2 separate regions of the Muntiacus reevesi genome follow, and region 1 is linked to region 2. A link is a contact called in public Hi-C data. All regions are on one chromosome and are shown on one strand. The core of a region is the stretch at or near the end of the contact, and the rest is flanking DNA. Distances in the headings are between cores, read along the strand shown.

Region 1 (4,960 bases), core at 232-2,731, 470 kb before region 2:
TGTAAATCGTTATTATTAACAGTTATTATTTGAAAAGCCAGATTACTAGTCACAACAACCATTTAATATAAGTGATGTAATTCAATAGTACTGTGACTTTAAAGATGAAAAAACTGAGGCTTAGAGAGATGAAATAAATACCTTGTCCAAGGCCACACAACTCATAAAGTGGCACAGCTAGGACTGAAAGACTGATCAATGTTACTTTAAAGCTCAAGACAATTTCGCTACAAGGCACTGCCTCCAGGAAATCCACACAAGTCAGAGGGGTCAGAAGACAGCAAGAATAACGCAAGAACCAAAGAGTTAACTAACTAAATGGGTTAGTTCTTTGGAACTATTTGACTTTACAGGGTATATTAGTTTCTAGAGCTGCCTAACAAAGGACCACAAACTGAGTGGCTTAAAACAACAGAAATGTATTCCCTCACAGTCTGGAGAATTCAAGTCTGAAATCAAGGTGTGTGCAAGGCAATGTCCACCAGGAAAGGTTCCAGGGAAAGATCTTTCCCTGACTCTTCCAACTTCTAGTAGCCTCTGTCGGCTGCATAAATCCAGTCCAGCCTCGGCCTCCATCTTCACCTGGTAATTTTTCCCTCTAAGCCTGTTTCCGTAGCCAAATTTCTCTTTTCTTAAAAGGACACCCGTTTATACTGGACATCTTAACTAATTATATCTGCAAAGACCCTACTTGTAAAAAGTGTCATATGCTAAGGTTCTGGTTTGGAGGGGAGGGGCAGTACTCAACCCAGTACACTAGGCCGCATAAGTTTTCTCGTTTGAACAGTGGGGATAGCAAAAATATAAACTTCTTAATAGTATTATGACTCTTAAATAAAATCATGTCTAAAGTACTCACAACGGTACCAGGCACATGACAAGAACGGTATAAACGTTAGTTGTTATTGTTGGGAGTAGGAGTAGGAGTAACAGGAAGTGAGCATAGGTCAGGACCCGAGTCCTAGGCTTAGGAGAGCCCGCACGGGCAGGTTCTGTGACGCTAATATCCCAGCACAGAGCCTTTGAATTCGTTTCACCTTTATTCTCAGGACACAATACTGACTCTCTGCGGGAGAACGGGATGCTACAAAGGCGGGAAAAGACTAATAAAAGTTACAACCCGGCCTGAACACACTGGAGATACCGCCCAGGGGCGCGAGAAGCGGCCTGAGAGGGCTCTGAGCACAGGCAGGGTCAGGCTAGCAGTCAGGGGCGCGGGGCCGCCGGGGCCGCCGGCGAGGAGCCCAGCAAGAGCCGGGCCGAGGGCGGAGCGGGAAGGTGAGGGGCGGCGGGCCGCGCGGACCCCACCCCGCCAGGGCCAACTCACCCCTTGCCGCCGGCCCCGGTAGGCTTCGGCCGCTTTTTGCGACGCTTGCGGCCGGACTCAGGGCCCCCGACGACGCCGGCATCTGCCCCAGACAAGTAACGCTTCAGGTACTCGGCCTTGGAGAGCGGTGGAGCTGCCGCCATGGCAGCGGCGGGAGGCGGGTCGGGGCTAGGGACAAAATTGGTGAACGCGAAACGGAACAGCGGCGAGCTAGAGGGCGGGGCCAGGACCGGAAGTGACGGTAGTTTGGAAGTGCTGGCCGGACAGGTGCGAGTCTTGGAATCTTGGAGGGCTGAAGAACAGGAACACGCACACTCACGGGGCCCACTCTGCATCCCCTCTGACCCGGCAATTGTGTTTCTTCTCTTCGTCCTTCCATCTGCTCAAACAACTGTGCAACAAGCGCTGTTGTGGTCGCGAGGCTACATCCATGACTCCAACAAGACTTCCCCAGCAGCTTCAGAAGCACCGTAGTAGTTAGGAACATGGGCTCTGGAGTTGCAGTCCGTTTACGTTTGAGTTCTGGCTCAGTAACTTGCTAAATGTGAGAGGCCTGGGGCAAGTTACTTGACAAAATGGGGATAATAATGACATGGAACTCAATGATTAGGTGAACTAAGATAATATTACTGTGCAAAATGTTTTGAACGGGCACATTGTGTTTTAAGTAATTTTTAATATATTTAGGAGGAGAGCAATCTTCTTTAAGGGGCTTTCAAGAGAAGAATTCAGGATTCCAAACCCAGTATAATTATGATCAAAAATATGGTAGTTTCTAACCTATGTAACTTACCCGCATTTGATACCAGTTGTCCCTAGATTTTGTGCACACTCTTCCCAATGCAAAGAACCTATTGATGTTTTCAGCATGGCAAAAGAGAGAAGCTAGAGAGAATAAATTCTAACACTCAAGTTTGGGAAGATTTTTCTTCTTGAGGTTTTAAGAGCTGTACTTGAATTATCTTATTTAACCCTCACATTTCTCACGTGGTTTTATTACCTTTACCTTACAGATAGAGAACACTGAAGCTTGGAGAGATTAAGTTGCCCAACTTCACATAGAGCTAGAACATATGACCCTTGGGACTGGAGACTAAAAAAGTGGGGTGCAAGAGGTAATCCAAATTTTTTGAAAAGTAAGTTAGATTGTATATTTTACTTATCTCACCATATGCTCAATTTTTTGGTCACTGTTTTAAGGGATATATATTAGTCAATGAGGCATTATTATACTTAATAAATAAAAACACATATCTTGGGACACAGGTTCAAAAAATATACCTGATAGAACAGGTTTGAGATTACCGCCCTGAGGCCTGAACTTTAAACCACTGGAATACTGAGTGGGCACAGCATAGGCCCAGGAAGACAAGAAGGCTGAGTCTCTCAGGGCCTGTGAGAAGGGGGCACTAGCTGGAAGGCCCCATGGGTCCATTCACACCGCCTTGGCATCTAGTCCACTTTAACATATCTCAAGCTGAACTCCACAGCCCAGCGTCCTCCCTGGTGTAAGTAGGCATTGGGAAAGTCTCACAGTTCTGCTCCAGGAATGTTACCAGTAGAATCCTCTCAACCCCATCACCTCCTGCCCATTTCTGTCTTCAGATCCACCTCCAACCATTCTACTGACTACCAAATCTTAGTCTGACAAGGCCAAGCTCAGGTCTTAAGCCTACCTCACAGGGCTCAAGGATCAAATGAATTCACAACCAGTGGCATGGCCAGAGGGGCATGGATTCAATCCCTGGTTGGCCCTTTCTCTGCAGTTCCATCTAATAAGGCAAATGCCCCCCCTTCCCTGGCACTACCCAGACCCCTTCCCTGCTTGACATTCCTCCATAACATGGTGAATCATCTGACACTGTTCTTGTGGGCTTTGACAACCCCCACCCACTCTGTCAACTCTCCCCACTACACTTGAAGCTCCATGAAAGCAGAGCTTTATTTTCTTCAGTTCTATGATGTACCTGCACAAAGCAAGCATTCGAACATCTACTGAAGGAGTGAATGAAATGCCAGCTCCACTCCCCAAGTTACAGTTGCTCCACTAGAATAAATTTTCTTCAGGAGGTTGAATTCTACCAGCATATCAAATAAGGACAGAGTGAATTCAGAGGCCAGTGCCACCATTTTAATGAGAACTTCTTCACCTGCCCTGGACTCCCTCCCCTCAGAAGACTCTTTCTGTTGAAAGTCAGTATTTTATATACCCAACCCAACTCCCAAACTCCAGATGTAGATGTCTTCCACCTTCTCCCAACTCTTCAAAATTCCAGCCCTATATGAGAGAGCACTGTGTGGAGGGAGGATAAAGACTTGAAAGGGAAAAAGTGACAATGACATGCCCGATGGTTCATTTCTGGGTTTCCATGGCAATTCAAATCCTTCAAAGTAAGGTCAAGTAACCCAAGAGGTTTGTATTTCCATCACAAACTGTTCAGAAAGTGTGCCCAGATCTCCGACTTAGACCAGGTGTCCTCCCTGCACGGGCAAGGCCTGGTAGGGGGGCAACTCCAGCCTTTTCCAAAAGCAATAAATAACCCCGTCGTCTGAGTAGCGCTGGAGGCTGGTCGGGAACCGCCACTGCTACCGCTGGGCAGGCAGCCCTGTCTCATAGCCCTCTGTCTTCATGTCGTTGAGCCCCAGCTCCTCGTTTTGGTCAAATGTGCGCTTATAGTGCTCTACCTTCATCTCAGGATCATCTTCAGGTGCATACACATTCTGCAAGGCCAAGGACAGATCATCAGTGCCTCTGCCATCCTACCATCCCCCTCCCCCTGGCAACTTCTGAATTTCCACTTTATCAAGACCTTAATGAGTTTTTATTCTTTTTTTTGCCAAGCAGCATGCAGGATCTTAGTTCCTTAACTAGGGACTGAATCCATGCCCCCTGCAATGGAAGCACAGAGTGCTAACCACTGGACCACCAGGGAATTCCCTTCATTGTTTCAAAGGGCCTTCAACACCCAACAGCTAGGCTCAGCTCATGGGCAGCAACAGAGCTCTCATGGGCTGGGAGGGGACTGCAGGGAGGAAAAGTTTCTATCTGCACCTTCTTACAAAGAAAGTAGCATACTCTAAATTGTGGAGCAATCTTAGAAAAGTTTTGCCTGATCCATAATAACTACCCAATAAATGTTAAAGTTACTATCAATCACCAGAGCATCTCCCTTGTCAGCTTAAAATTTCCCGTCCTGGCCTCTGGACGACGCACCATGTCTCCTCGCTCTGCAGCCAGATTTGCAAAATGAAAACTCCGTGTTGTACTGAGAGCTGGGACTCCAGCTAGACCGGAGGAAGGAGGGACCTGGAGCCTCCTTTTTCCCCTCTTGACACACAGTCCCTTCCACCTCCCCGCCTCCTCATGTTCCAATTTCTGCTAAGTTTCCCTGATAAAAAGGAGTTCATTCATTTAGAATTGAGTGTCTCAGTTTCTGGAGAAGTAATGTGTTTAAGGAAGGTCAGAAAAGACATCTCTATGAAATACCAGGGAAGGTCTACTTGTACCTGCAAGTAGCTGTTTCCTGCTGGATCATCCATAATAAAGTGAGCCTTCAAAATACCCTCGAGGATCTAAAGGAGACAGAATTCAGCATGATCATGTAAATCTTACATAGTTCCTTGCAGGAAAGA
Region 2 (4,338 bases), core at 35-2,534:
CAGGGGAAGTAAGAGTAGGAGGAGGTGGGGGGGGGGGGGCAGAAATGGGGACAAGCCCAGAAAGCAAACAAAACTGAACAGGAATAAGAGGCAAGTGGGTGGGGTGGGGATTGGAAAGCACCAGTACAGGGCTTCCCTTAGTCACTAGCTCAGCAAGTTGTGAAGTGTTCTAAACCTGGGACCGCCACCCATGGCTTGACAGAAGGGCCAAATCAGTGGGCAAATGGAGGGACAGGGGCAGGCGAATGGGCAGTGGAACAAGTGTGTCCCTATTGGAGGCTGAGCTCCTTCAGAAGCATCTGCTGTCTAGTGGGCTGGGGTGGGGGTCACCCTGCGGCAGGGCTTAGTACCCACACACATACCCAAGTGGATCAGTCTGAAAATCTGGGTATCCTACGCAAGTCTCTTTGGAAAGGGAGGAGGGAACTTTCGCCACCTGACATTTCCCTCACCAGATCCATGTATCTCCTTCTCTCTTAGGTTCCCAGGAAAGTACCCCGCTGCTCTCCGGCAGCCTTCACTGTCCCAAGACATTCAGGTGTCCTTCCCAGTCTGCAGGCCTTAGTGAAGCAAAACCAAATTCTTGTCAGATAACTTGATAGCGACCCAACTGGGCAAGGCTCCTTCCGTCTCAGTGGAGCCCACAGATTTCCGGGAGACAGGAGATACCTGACCACCACATCCTCCAGTCCTTCTGGCAGGGCAGGACTTTACCCAGCACCTCACCTCCACCCTCGGCTTCTGGGAAAGGAACCTTAGACATCCTCTGAAAGCGGATCTCAACTTCGCCCGAACTAACTAGGCGTGTCTCTACAGCTCTTAGGTGCCAAGGAGGGCAGCCCGAGTCCAAGGTTCCTGTTCCCAAGAGGCTGTCCTCCTCCTCCTACTCTTGGGAACCTCTACAACCCGTTCCTAGAAATCAGGCTTCCTGCCAGAGGTCAGTTTCGTCGATCGCTGGCCTCCAATGCCCGGCGCAAAGGGCCCCCCTCTCCTCAGAGGACTCGCACGATCTTGGAATCCTGGACGCCGTGGCCCCTTCTCGCTGGGCTCGCGCACGCGGGGAATGAAGGCAGCCTCTGGGCAGCTCACTCACCCTCAGACAGCGGCTGCACACCCCCTGACGCCCCCGCGCCCCCCAGTTCTAGAGCACCCGGACTTCCAATGCCCCGCCGCCACCGAGTTTCCAACTCACCGGCCCGGCAGCCGCCGCCGCCGCCGCCGCCCCCTGCGGAAACTCGCGGCTCCGCGGGAGCCCGAGAAGCCGGTGACAGCAGCATCACTTCCGCCCGGAGGCGCAGCCAATCAGCGGCGGGCCCCCGGCCGGGCCGAGTGGCCAGGAGCCGCCGGCGACGTTGTGGGGGTGGGGGTGGGGGCGGCTCCTCTGGACTTCCTCCGCTGAGGAAGCGGCGTGTATGACGGCTGACCCGCCGCCCTGAGTCCTCGGGGCATCTTCAGAAGCTACCCTCTCCATAAGGCCGGTCCTCTCCCTCATGGCGTCCTCTGGACAAGGCATCTCGGTTGAGACCTTTAAAACACTTCTTCCTCTTCTTTCTCTGACCGCGATGACCCTGACTCTTGCCTCATAACTTTTCTAGAGAGGGCTTCTCCCTCCGCCACATCGCAAGTCCTTCTCGCGGTCGCCATCTCTCAAGTCCCTGCGCCCGGGAGGAATCTACTAGCATCTTAGCGCGGGGGGCGGTTTCCGCCAAGTCCGCGTCCCCCCCGCTCCCCGCCCCCGGCCCCGACCGCGCCGGCTCCGGCCGCCAGAGGGCGCCATCGGGGGCGGCGCGCGTGCCACCGCGGCCTCTCCTCTCCGGGGCCGAGGCTTGCCCCCCGCCGCTCGTGCCGCCGGAAGTGGGAGGTGTCGCGCGCGCGGGCCGGCGCTCGACCCCTCCCCCCCAGGTTCGGCCGCCCCCTCCCCCCCGCTCCGCCCGCTCAGGTGCGTCCCGTCCCTCCCACGTTCGCTCCCGGGGGCGCGGCGCGGGAGGTGTGTGAGGGGCGGGCGCGCGGGCGAGGGGCTGCGGCGCTAGGGGCGGGGGTCGAGGCTGCGGGTGGGGGGGGCGTGGAGGGAGTTGCGGGGACGGGCACGGGGGTCCCGGCCTAGAAGTGGGACGGGGGTTGGCAGCCTGACCGGGGGGCCGAGGACAAGGTGCGAAGGGGGCTGCGGCCGGCGGGGCCAGCCCCCCTGTGGAGGGCGGCCGGGACCACTCGGCGTCGCTTCTCCCCATTGTCCCTTTCGCGACCGTCCCCGGATCTCCCCCAATGACCCGTCGCTCTCGGCGTCGCCGTCTGGTTGCCGCCGGGTTGCGGTGCGAGGCTCCCCTTGGCCTCTTCGACCTAACGCCCCCCCGCTCCGGCCGCAGCCTCCTGCCAGATGTCCCCGTCCCCTTCCCCTCTGCGGCTCTCAGCCACCGAGTTGCATGTAGGACCCGTGACCTGTGGTTTTGTTGACCGGGCGCCGGGAAGCCCCAGCCCGGGCTCCGATGGGGCAGGACGTTTTGCACCTGTGCGAACAGTAATGGCGATCTGGGGCCCGTTTTTCTCCTGGGAGCCTTGCATGATGGGGAAAACTGAGGCACAGGGGGAAGATAGCCTGGGACTTAAGTGTTGACACAGGCCAGCCTCCGTGCCTGCCCTATGCGTTCTTCGCGGGTCAGGGATGTACCTGGGATGCTATTAAAATAAAAACGAGAATTTAAGCTAGCCTTATGTTACACTTCCCTCCTCCCATATTCTTTTTTATCTTTTCACCATAGAAGGCCATGAATTTGTCCTGCAACATAAAGGATGACCTTTTGATCTAAAAAAGGCCTGTGTCCCACTTCCCTTACTTAGATTACTGTTTTTCAGCTTCTCATTTTCATGCTGGAGTAACTGAGATTCTCCTACTCTTTTGCACCTCCAGTAACTCTGAAGAGTGTACTTTTCGCAGTCAGTGGTTGTCAAACTTTTCCCATCTTTGGGGAACACAGAGTAAAAGATACTTGGATTGCCCAATTAAATACTATTTTTTCTCTCCAACAAGAATACTTCCAGAAAACTTTACTTATATTAATGGAGAATGTTTTTAATGTGACAGGCATAAAATGATTTTAAAACATAAGATACCGTTGATATTAGGCCCCAAGTCACATCTTTTGTAAATGATATTAGGCAAGGTAGGTATGTGGATCATTTGGAGGATTCTCACAGTCTGTGAGACTGCATTTCTCTTAAACTGAAAAAGCTTTGCACAGGCATATATAGTGTTGTTCACACACATATATATGTGTGTAATATATGTAGTGATATATATAATGATGTTTGAGGGTTGATGTCCCTTGGGACCTATTGTGTGTCATGGCTCTTTTTATATCCTACTGAAGAATACTGTTAAATATTTTCTCCTGGAGCCCAGCTTTTTCTTTGTGTTTCTTTCCTGATGTGATTCTGCTGTATGGACATTCTGATGGGGAAAGATAGGTTTGTTTTGAGATCCTGGAACTTGTAGCTGTAATTTGTTTCTGAATGTGCAGAGCACGATGGCAGCATCTGAGGTAGCTGGCGTGGTGGCCACTGCTCCGAATTCTGCGGAATCCTCTTCTAGTGTTTGTGCTTCCAAACCAGATGAAGGCCCCCCAGATGGTCTAAGGTAACGTGTGGACTCCTGACTGGGTAGATTTCGTTTGGGTGAAGGGCTTTGGAGATGGGCTTCTTACAGAAGGTCTTTCCCCTTTTTGGCTCTAGTGGCATTGCCCTAGATGAAACCTTTCTAAAGGTAGGGACTGCCTGATTTATATTTGTATATTTGCTACCCCGCACAGTATCCAACACACAGCAGGCATGCTAATTGTTTGTTGAGTAAATAGATTAGAATACAGCTGGTCAAACTCTTTGAAAATGCAAATATTTCCCAACTTCTCCTACATAGACTGTTTAACTATATGTTTATATATGTTTCTATGTTGTACCTAATTGTACCTAATATTGTACTTATATTTATTAGTATATATGTATGCTTTGTATATGTACCTGGATCTACATCTGTATCTACAGATAAATAGATAGCTTTGTTAGTATGACTTACTACTTGTATAGTTTGCTTTCCATCTAAACTCTTGAGGACTGGAATTATGAATACCCAGCCTTGCATTTTGTAGTGATTAAACCATTGTTATGTATAATGTTGTACTAGGTTGGCTACCTCAACACTTGTAGAGTACATAGGACCTAATGCAATAGATAACAGTGTCCTAGCAGCTCTGTATGTGTTAATACATTTAATTCTCCTAACAATCCCAGGAGGTAGGTGCTAATACTGTTATTCCCATTAACAGATGAGAAAACTAAGACAGAGAG

Evidence for each region. Hi-C and Micro-C count contacts between places; a contact is called where the count stands out from the background.
Region 1: a contact with region 2 is called in a Hi-C map of muscle, with 4 times the contacts expected there. The contact joins the promoter of BUD13 here to the promoter of PCSK7 in region 2.

The regions. Positions count from the first base shown.
Region 1 is chr9:64,327,679-64,332,638 of mMunRee1.1, reverse strand. BUD13 (BUD13 homolog) reads right to left here and starts at 1,481. Exons shown (of 10, transcript XM_065944859.1): 1 at 1,328-1,481. The coding sequence starts at 1,470. It overlaps ZPR1 (ZPR1 zinc finger), which reads right to left. Exons shown (of 14, transcript XM_065945237.1): 13 at 4,835-4,900; 14 at 3,444-4,048. The coding sequence ends at 3,914.
Region 2 is chr9:63,854,332-63,858,669 of mMunRee1.1, reverse strand. PCSK7 (proprotein convertase subtilisin/kexin type 7) reads right to left here and starts at 1,284. Exons shown (of 17, transcript XM_065946213.1): 1 at 1,193-1,284. It overlaps RNF214 (ring finger protein 214), which reads left to right and starts at 1,372. Exons shown (of 15, transcript XM_065946221.1): 1 at 1,372-1,517; 2 at 3,516-3,631. The coding sequence starts at 1,491.